2 separate regions of the Ovis aries genome follow, and region 2 is linked to region 1. A link is a contact called in public Hi-C data. All regions are on one chromosome and are shown on one strand. The core of a region is the stretch at or near the end of the contact, and the rest is flanking DNA. Distances in the headings are between cores, read along the strand shown.

What was found. Hi-C and Micro-C count contacts between places; a contact is called where the count stands out from the background.
Region 2: a contact with region 1 is called in a Hi-C map of muscle, with 5 times the contacts expected there. The contact joins the promoter of NCAPG here to the promoter of LAP3 in region 1. A contact is called at or near these places in 7 of 16 Hi-C or Micro-C datasets (blood, liver, muscle and 2 more).

The regions. Positions count from the first base shown.
Region 1 is chr6:37,806,946-37,812,597 of ARS-UI_Ramb_v3.0, forward strand. LAP3 (leucine aminopeptidase 3) reads left to right here and starts at 3,411. Exons shown (of 13, transcript XM_012179698.5): 1 at 3,411-3,554. The coding sequence starts at 3,453.
Region 2 is chr6:38,004,501-38,009,716 of ARS-UI_Ramb_v3.0, forward strand. NCAPG (non-SMC condensin I complex subunit G) reads left to right here and starts at 3,478. Exons shown (of 21, transcript XM_027970895.3): 1 at 3,478-3,686; 2 at 4,818-5,021. The coding sequence starts at 3,576. DCAF16 (DDB1 and CUL4 associated factor 16) reads right to left here and starts at 3,592. Exons shown (of 3, transcript XM_060416912.1): 1 at 3,240-3,592; 2 at 2,575-2,740. The coding sequence starts at 3,577.

The sequences.
Region 1 (5,652 bases), core at 2,161-4,660:
CAGGCATGTTTCCTGCTTCCAGTATTTCAGACTCCTCTGGAAGGGGAGGTGCTGAATGACTGTAACTCATGAATGCTGATATGGTGAATCTCTTCTTGCCTCTCCCTAAACACTTCCCACTTTTTCCTCTGTCTAGGGTTCAATGGCACCCCACTCCAGTACTCTTGCCTGGAAACTCCCATGGACGGAGGAGCCTGGTAGGCTGCAGTCCATGGGGTCTGAGAGTCGGACAGGACTGAGCGACTTCACTTTCACTTTTCACTTTCATGCACTGGATAAGGAAATGGCAACCCACTCCAGTGTTCTTGCCTGGAGAATCCCAGGGACGGGGGAGCCTGGTGGGCTGCCGTCTATGGGGTCACACAGAGTCGGACATGACTAAAGTGACTTAGCAGCAGCAGGGTTCTTGCAGCTCCTGATGGATGGTATCTTCCACAGGCTCTGTCCTTTCCCTCTGCTTGTTTCCCTCTGTGATGGCTTCTTTAGGGAAACCTCCAGACTCCTGCTGTTCAGCTGTGGGAGTCTGCATTGTCATCTCAAGATCCTACTGGACTTTCTTCCATCTACTTTCTTCTCCAGTGACCCACTGTTACTTGAGAGTCAGCATTTATAATTAAACTCCCCATCACTTTCACAACCTCTTTCTTCCTAAGCAAGTGGGAAGTGTGAGGGCCCCAAACAGGCTAGTGGTGTATATTCTGCCACTTTCACAAGCTGTATCTAGCTGATTCTGTAATCCATTTCCAAATGGAGCTATCTGGCAAGTTCCGTCAATTCATGCCTCTGGCCAATCTACCTGCTGTTAAAAGATAATTTTCAAAAATAGTTAAAATCGTGACTTATACATATATAAAAAATGAATACATGTTAAAGATTTTCTTTAATTTATGGAGGAAACAATTGGTATAACTGGTTCAAGTGAAAATTTCGAGGACAGACACATTTATGGATCAGCAATATTGAAATGAATGTGCAAATGAAGACAAGACTGGTTTCCACACCACCCCTCCTTACTAGACAAGACATAATCTCCATATCTACAGACCAGGCTCATATTGCAATGCATAACAATTTAGAGTTGTGAAAGAATTTTGCAGACTCTTAATCAGATAATCCACAGGAATCTTCTCAAACCTCACTGGACAGTACGTAGTTTTTCACCAAAGCACAATTTCTACACTGCTTGGTCTTTCTCCACTCTTGACTCTAATCTCTATCAACTGTACTAATTCATAGCTTCCCCTGCCCCAGCTTCTGCAAAGAACATTGTTGAGTCCATGCTGACTCCCACAACAATAATAAACTCTTCTAGCCTTTCAAGATCCTCTTTAATCCAGCATCACTCTCTTTTATAATCTTTTATTCTAGGCAAGCTTGATCCCTACACCCTAAGCCAAGCCAATGACCTCCCACACACTTCTTCATATCCTAATGTCCTCCTCAATCATCTATATCCTTCTCATTCTACTGGCTCCTTTCAAGTATTTTCTGTTTTTGCATTTATTACTTGAAGGCCATAAATGGGACTTGTTCTGCTCTTTAATAAACAATGCTGCACGCAGTAGACCTTGATCACACATTCACTCAAACATTTTATGAACACCTTATATACATGGCAAGCACAGTCTGAATTCTAGATCTAGGCACTTGAAGGTCACAGATGATAGCCATGGCTCCCAAGATGCCTAGGGGAAACAGACAAGGAGAATACAGCTGATCAATACTCTGAGACAGGCTGTTTTGGAAGCAAAGGGAGAGCACATAACCCAAGTGTGGAACATCCGCGAAGGTTTCCTGTAAGTCATGGCACCAAACCAAAGTCTTGGTCAAGCAAAGAGAAGGACAGAAGGAAGAATATATGCTTATAAACTGCATGGAACAGTATCTCTTTACAGTCATGATATCTCTTGCCTCTTTCTAGGTAATAAAGTCTTTCAGGCTACATTCTGTTGTACCCCATGGTTTCTAAAAGAAAAACATAGTAAACACCTTGTGAACTTAGGGTTTGATGGATGACTAAATCTTGCATCCCAAAGTGGCCAATAATACTATTCAGTAACGACAAAAATTATCTGAGGTCTGTGACATTTGTTCTCCCTTATTCTATCAGGCATGTGAAAATGCAAACAGTATGGGAAGGACCAAGCAAAGAGGAAAGTAAGTGAGGCTATGCCAGGAAACAAATCCTCTCTGGTAGGAACAGCAAACAAAATGAAGGGGACAGAATTTGCTGAAAGGTGATAGACACAAATGTAACTTACGCTCTGCAGCAACCATCACCTGTGAAGCTCACAGAGCCCTCCTCTCCACTCACACAGAAGGCTGAGGAGCAGGTTTTAGCAAATTTCTGGCTGTGGAAACTGCAGCTTGAGTTCAATGGAACAAGAAAACAGCTATAAGGTGAATACAAAATTTCTCTTTTAAATGAACATAGGTGAATTTTGCTGAGTTTACCGAGTTTGCGACGCAACTCTTTAACTATCTAAAGGAAGTGAAACTGAAAGAGGACCTACTATGCCCAATTTGTCCAACCTTTTCAAAAACAGACAGTCAAATCTCTGTTGTGTCCGGCCCTTGTACAGTGAAACAGACATCCTCTCCTTCCTGGCACTGAGGCCAGGACTTTACTCACTTCTAGTTCGTGGACCCCGCCCACCTTGCGCCAGAGGTAAAAAGATCCAGCTAAAATTGGGTTCAGACACTGGTGTAACAGTAAGGATATTTTTTGTATCCCCTCTTTGAGCTTCGTCGTGTTCTCCTAGTTCCATTCAACCATATTTTATTCATACAATAAAAAATCTAAGACTTCTTTTAAAAATATATATTAAAATACTGAGCGCTTTTCGCAAAGCTTTTTTTCAAAAAACAGTGTTTGGGCTAAATGCCTTACAATGTTGAACCCTTGAACCAGATGGAAGTTTAAAAAAAAAGTTCAAAAAAAAGCAAAACAATAAAAACTTAGTAGGAATGCCCTCACTACGCAGCTTCAATTCTGCTCTAGAGCAACGTGTAACCTTCCTCCTCGGAGCCCCGCCTCCATCCCCGCCCCTTGGTGTACAGCACAACCGCGACTCCGCCCCTCTCTTGCGCGCTCCCCCAAGAGTCCCGCCTCTTCGCCTCAGTCCGCAAGGGCTGGCCCCCAGCGCCCGCTACCTTCTCGCTCCTATCTCAGCACCACCCAGTCGACCCGGCCCGCCCCGCCCCGCCCCTTGGGCGCACGCATACTCTTCCGGGTCCGAGTCCGTCCGCTAGCGCGTTTGCCCTCACCCGACAGCCCCGCCCACTGACGCCCTCCCGCCGCGCCCATGGCGTACGCATGCCACGCCCCTTGGCACCTGCCCCACCCCTAGACGCTCTCAGGCCGTCCCCCAAAGCCCGGCTTCTAGGCGCGCGCCCGCCTTCCCGGCGCCACGTGCTCGGTGGAGGGCGGTACGGGGGGCAGAGCCGAAAAGATGTTCTTGCTGCCTCTTCCGGCTGCCGCGCGAGTAGCCGTCCGACATCTGAGCGTGAGGCGTTTGTGGGCTCCCGGTTCAGCCGCTGCAGACATGACGAAGGTGAGAGGCCGTGGCTCGCCCCGGGGCCGCCGCGAGAGTCCTGCCTACGGGCGACAGGGACTTCGGGGCGGGGCGAGGCCGCGGTGTCCCGGGCTTCTAAGCCGAGTCGCAGACATCGACTAAAGAGACAATACCTTGATTTTGCCGAGCTCGGCTTTGGCAGCCGACTGCGCGGGGCTGCAGACCCCCCAGTATTCTACTAGGCTAGTGCGGAGGATGCGCTCTTCCTTCTCTTGCTTGAAAGTGCTAGGATCCGAACTCAGCGCTAGAGATTGATAGCCATAGATAGATAGCTACCGTTACCTGAGCTCCAACTCTATACCGTTCCCCTATTTTGCTATTTGTTCAATCCTCCCAGTAACCCGGGGAACCACCGCGCCAGGATTGTTCCCACCTTAGCTAGGAGGATGCCCAAGTATTGGTGAGGTGAAATGCCCTAGAGTCGGATAGTCACTGGCCCCGGGTTCTGTATCAGGACCTCCCTCCTCTGCTGAAGCTGAAGGCCAGGAATACACAGATTCTCCGGGAGTAAACTACCTGGAAGGGCTTCTAGAGAAAAATAACGTCTCTCTAGGGAAAAGGGCTTTGCAGGGAGATCCGTCTGTTCGTGAGATTAAAAGAAGTGTTCCGCAGAAGAAACCCCTCTTCCACCTAATTGAGCTCCAAAACATTGTGAAGGTCACTAAAATTTGGTCGTGGGGGGATGTGGAAAGGGGAAACGGCTCGGTGGGAGGAGCACACGCGAGGGAGTCAGGCTTGAGGGCCAGCAGGACTGTCCCTGGCTAGTAGTATTCTGGATGGGGCTTGAGCTCAGGGTGGCCGAGGGACCAGAGGTCTGTCCCCTGTTCTTTTCAGTAATATGGAAATACATCCTGCTCAGGTAACATGTGTGTTCTGTCTGATCAGTTCCCTACTTGGTTCTCTGGAACCAAGGCTGCAATTGGCAGCCTTAGGAAAGTTAGAACCTGGGAAGGTTACCAACGCAGAGGAAGCCTTTTTTTTTTTTTTTTTAATAGAAAAGACAAGGATGATTTTGTCTAGGTTACCAGTGTGATTTTGTAGAAAGCACAGAGGACAGTGACGGAAGGCATCTGGATTCTTGACCAGTTCTGTTGCCCCCAGGCTAGTATGTCAGACCTGGTTTCGGTTTCCTTATCTGTCAAGTGGGAAGACTACCTGTTCTTTCCACCTTACAGAGGTGCCCTAAGTCAGAGCACATTTTTAAAGTCATAAATTGCTGTGCAGAGGTAAACAGTGATTCCTAGGTTTACTTCCTTGTTTCAGGTGTTTGGAGTCTGGGGCTCAAGGAGATGAAAGGATAAGCCACTAAGTGCTGATGGATTGTTGTGTGTCCCTGTCCCTCCCAGTGAAGGTGTATCCTTTTCCTCTCTTCCAGCCTATGAGTTGGCCAGAGAACTTGTTAGTATCTGCAAGTGCAGCCCTTGGCTTTATCGAGATAGTATCCCAGAATATTGCACATTTTTGCATTTGAAGGTTGTAATGGAGGGAAAACTTACTTCTACTCACCTAGATTCTAGGCTGAGCCTAAGAATGAAATGGACCTAAAACAAATTATATTAACAAGAGAAAGGCATACAAGTTTTACTTCATATTTTTATGTGTCCAGTCTTCAAAAGGGAGAAAACCTGAAGAAGCCTATAGGCCCCAAAGCTTATATACCTTTTTAAACAGAGAATGAGAAATTGTGGGAATGTGATTAGGCAAAGGAGCCTAGGGGCAGTCAATTGAGAGACAGGGACTAGGAAAATATGTGGGGGAAACTAAGGGAGGCTGAGGGTTCTTTTAGTAGGTTTGTTTGTACAGGTCCATTTTGGTATTGACTCCCAAATCTTATCATCAGTCTCTGATGATAAGAATGTTCCCTTGCTGGTGCAAGGAAAGAAACTTTCTCATAGGAAATTTTATGACCAGCTTTTGGATAGAAAGGGGGAGAGATCAGAGAGCCATTTCTGCATCTGCTGTTTCTTAGCTGCCTGCACCTCAAAGTAATCAATATGCCAGACTGGCATATTTTAGGGTGGCATGTTCTGAATCCCTTCAGTTCAGACTTGGTTACAGAAGGGAATTGTTTTCTTAA
Region 2 (5,216 bases), core at 2,228-4,727, 200 kb after region 1:
TGTAAATTGTAGAATTTCCTTTTTTTTAAAAGATTGAATCATGTCTGTATATAAATGTTACAGATTCTTTATCCATTTACTCATTGATGGACACTTATTTCCACACCTTGGCTACTGTGAATAATGCTGCAATAAACATGGGAGTGCAGATACATCTTTGAGATAGTAATTTTATTTCCTTTGAATATATACCAAGAAGGGGGATTCCTGGATCATATGACAGTTCTATTTTTACTTTTTTGAGGAACTTTCATATTGCTGCCCACCTCTAATGCTGGGAGGGATTGGGGGCAGGAGACGGGGACGACAGAGGATGATGGCTGGATGGCATCACTGACTAGGATGTGAGTCTGAGTGAACTCCGGGAGTTGGTGATGGACAGGGAGGCCTGGCATGCTGCGATTCATGGGATCGCAAAGAGTCGGACACGACTGAGCGACTGAACTGAACATGTATCAGTGTTCCTTTTTCTGTACATCCTCATCAACACTTGTTATCTTTAGACTTTTTAATAGTCATTCTGACAGATGTGAAGTGATACTTTACTGTGGTTTTCATTTGAATTTCCCTGATGATTCATGATGTTGACCACCTTTTCATATACTGGTTGGCCATTTGCATGTGTTCTTTGGAAAATTTGTCTATTCAGGTCCTTTGCTCATTTTTAATTAGGTTATTATTAATTCACTATTGAATTGTATGAGTTCTTCTATATTTTTTCTATTAACTTATTATGAGATATATGGTTTGCAACTATCTTCTACCATTCCAAAACTGACATTTTTGTAATCCAGTATCTTTTTAAAAAAGTTTTCAGATTATAATGTTAAAAAAATACTGAACAAAGACATATTATTAAACCTCACCTCCACAGAGCTAATCAAGATAGTTAGGCTGACCTCTGGTGGCCAATGCCTCACCCTTCAGTAACTTACAAAATGGTAAGAATTTGTGGTGAGATAGTCCAATAAAATAAGGTAAAGGAAGTAACAGAACTGCACAGTTAAAAAAGCAACAAAGGTAGCAGACACCCAAAGCATAAGGGAAGCCTGAGCAATAAAAGGCTCCAAAATAGGAAAAATGCCTCCAAATATTAGTTTGCTCAAACTTTTAGCTCACCAATTGATTTTAGATGAAAAACAAATGGTAAGTTCAGTGGTTCCCAAAGTAAGAATAGTTTTACACTAATACTGCAGCCACTAGCTCCATTTAGCATTTGAAATGTGGCTAATGTAAAATAATTCTCAATTTATGTTGAATACATGTTGAGATGCTATTTTGGATATATTTGGTTAAAAAAAAAAGCCCTTTCTACGTTTCTTTCACCACGGCTGTCTAGATACTCTACATTTTAATCTACAGTGAGGTTAAAATTGTTATCAAGCATATTTCATGTACTCTTAAACCTCTATGATTTTCCTCAGCTGATTAACCTAAAGTACCCACACATCTTGCCTTTTCAGAAATTAGACATTTTGATAATTTTGAAATTATGGGAACTCCAACTGCTACCATATTTATTAACTAGCATTTGAATACCTACAATATTTCAGGAATTAGGACTATGAAGCAAGGGAATGGATGAACAAATTATGGCATACTCAAACAATAGACTATTAGAGAAACCTATCTGTACCTCAGTTTCCTCTTCTTAAAAAGGAGAAGTAGTTTCAAGGGTTGCATCTGAGGATTAAATGAAGTAAAGTGCTTAGAACACTGTCTTGGCATAAAAGGTAATGAAATAAAATACAATTTTATGACAAGAAAAGAAAAATTAAAATATAAAATTTTTCCTCTGGCTATTTGGGCCTCCTCCCTCCCCTTTAGTGTGTGTTGTGTAGCTGCACTATTAAGAACTCCTAGGAGATAACCTTCCTTCTTAATCTTGTATGGGGTCTTCTATGACCTACTATTCTCTTCACACCCATAGGTCTGGATTGTGTAAACTGTCAATAATGCGTTGACAGACACCCTTCGTCTCAAAAACATATATAATCGTGCTTAGACCTCTATAGGGCAGAACAGTCCTCAGAACTTTCTGAAAGACTATCTCATGGGTTATAATCCTCAGGTTGGCCTGAGTAAAATTTTCCTTTTCCTTCCTAGATCAAACACTGATTACTTTTTCCTAGAAAAAGGGTCCATGAGGTGTTCAGTTACTGTTATGAAAGTATCAATATGAATAAACTTCAAAAATAACAGTTATGGGAAAAAGCAGCTTCCATGATTATTCATATAACCTTAGAACATGAAAACAATACAGTATACTTATTCATAGATTTATTCATATGTCATTAACACATAAAAGTTACCAGTAAATTAAGAAAATTCCTTCCCCCCCCCACAAAAAAAAGAGAAGAAAATCTATTACTGCTGGGGAGGGAAGATAGTTTGATAGGAAAAACGCATACATGAAGCACTGTAATTTAATTCTTTAGTTGGCTGTAATTATGGAGATGTTGATTTCTACCTGAAATAACTCCATTAAAAAAAATTCGGAAGGCAATTTATCTTAATCTCTATACCCTTTTCCAATCTGTGTTCTCCTTTGTTGAAAACATTGCCCTCAGGTACCTTTGTGGGGCTTCCCTGGTGGCTCAGTTGCTCCCTCCAGCCAAAGCAGGAGATGCGGGTTAGATCCCAGGGTGGGGAAGATCCCGTGGAGGAGGAAATGGCAACCCACTTCAGTATTCTTGCCTGGGAAATCCCACGGACAGAGCAGCCTGGCGGGCCACAGTCTCTGGGATCGCGAAGAGTTGGACACGACTTAGCGACTAAACAACATGCACGTTTGTAAACCAGGCCTTCAAAACAACAAGCTTTATCTAAATTTACTCGTGCCTCTCTTCCCCAACTGCCTCCCACGTCTGCAGACTCTTCACCAGCAATTTCACTGTGGGGAGAGGTTTAAGTAATTAGATGTGGGCATTGACCAGAAGGACAACAACCGCTCAGAATTAAAAAGCGGCTCGCCTCAATCAGAAGACCTAGGGACATTTCCCTTCTCAGTAGAAGCCGGGGCGCTCCCAGCGCTCCCAGACGCCCCAGCCTTCCCTCCTCCACGCATCTCCAAAGGAACTCCTCTCCTAAAGGGGGAGCAGGGATTCTTCCCCTCGGCAGAGTCCCTGTTCTCACCCATGGAGGATTCTTCTTCCTCGCCTCACCCCCAGCCGCAAGACCCGACTAGGCCTAGCGCCACCAGCTCGGCTCCAACAGGCGAATCTCCACAGGGTACTCACTCCCGGCGGATATCTCTTCCGGGGGAGCCAATGACCCTTTCTCTTAGAAACGCCAAATCCCCCTCAGAAAACGGCTTAAAAGACACCCAGCGCATGCGCCCAAACCGTGAGGTTGAAGGCGGTGGATTCGTCTCTTCCAGCTCTCGCCGCTCTACGCGTTCGCGGTAGTCTCGCGGTAGTCTCGCGGTATTTCCTTCTCCCGCGGGAGTTGTTTGAAAGCTTTGGCGGTAACCACGCCCTCGACTGTCGGCTTCCCAGTGGAGATGAGGACCTTGGTCAGTTTGGCCAGCTGTAGGCGAACGTGAACAGGCTTCGTCTCGGCCGGGTACTGGCGCCATGGGGAAGGAGAAGAGACTGCTGCCGATTAAGGAGGCCTTCCAGCTGGCGCAGCAGCCTCACCAGAACCAGGCGAAGCTGGTGGTGGCGCTGAACCGCACCTACGGCTCGGTAAGCGCGGCCGCCCGCGGTCCGGGACCCGCCTCTCCCCTCCCCGGCCTCTCTCCCAGGGGCTTCCCGCTACCCTCCCGACTAATCTCACCACGACTCCAGGCTCTTCAGCCTTCCAGACCCGGTTCGAAGAGGCCTACGGCGTGGACCGTTAATTCTCTGGCGGCGAATCTAAGAGAAATGTTTGCGCGCACCGGGTCGACCTAGTGTAGGGCTGGCTGTATCTTGGGTCCTGAACGCGGTGGCTCAACGGTTGTTGTCCTTCTGGTCACCGCCCACATCTAATTACTTAAACCTCGCGCCGCAGTGAAATTGCATCAAATCACCAATTAGCAAATTAATTATTAGCACCAGACTCTTCCTAGTCACGTAAATACTGTTTGCTTCTTTTGAATGAAGCCTTGAGACGAATAGGACAATGGATTTCGGGAAAATAAATTATCTTGAGGTGCTAGAAAAATTATGTCAGAATAATAGGGCTTGAGGATATGAGACAGGATGTGAAAGTTGTTATCGGAAAGGAATTGCTGTGTAATACTAAGGGTAATGGGCTTCTCCGGTGGCTCAGCGGTAAAGAATCCGCTTGCAGTTCAGGAGCCTCAGGAGACTCGGGTTCAATCCCTGAGTCGGGAAGATCCCCTGGAGGAGGGCATGGCAACCCACTCCAGTATTCTTGGCCTGGAGAATTCGATGGACAGAGGAACTTGGCAGGCTACAGTCCATAGGGTCGAAAAGTCAGACGCAACTGCAGCGACTACTCGCCCACGCACATTAAAGGTAACTCGGTAAAATGCAGATGCTGTTATTGATTTTGGATTGTTCATAAAGAAGCAGATTTTTACTAAACTGGTACCAAGGCATCATATGGAGAATTAAGGAGTGTTGAAAAAAATATCGGAGGAATTCTTTTCACTGTCAAGATTCACGTTTGTTTTCTTCCTGCGAGAAGTACATTTCTCTAGAGAGAGATTTGTGCAGATTTATTTCCTCTTTGGTGGTTTGGATAGTTGAGAGTTTACTAAATAATGATTTTAGTTTGTGGTAGGGCTGGTGTTTTCAGCGTTTTAGAGTAATGTTGAGAAAAAAGGATTTAATCCATGAAGTTTTTGAAGGGTTTCTTTTCTCTTTCAGGTGGATGACAAAACAGGTTTTCATGAAGAGTTTGTTCATTACCTTAAATATGCTATGGTGGTCTATAAACGAGAACCAGCTGTGGAAAGAGTAATAGAATTTGCCGCAAAGTTTGTTACTTCATTTCACCAATCAGATATGGAAAATGATGAAGAGGAGGAGGATGGTGGCATTTTAAATTATTTGCTTACTTTTCTATTAAAGGTATAGGAAAACTAGAATTTCAGGAGAATAGTATAGAAAATTTTGCTATTTTAAAAGGGCCATAGGAGTTTGTGCATCTTAGAGAATGAAATATCTGATAATTGAGAAAATGGAAATATTAGGACTGTCATTAAGATTAAAATGTGGACTTTTAAAAATAAATCTGCATTAAATTTTTAATGACCATTCTAAGCC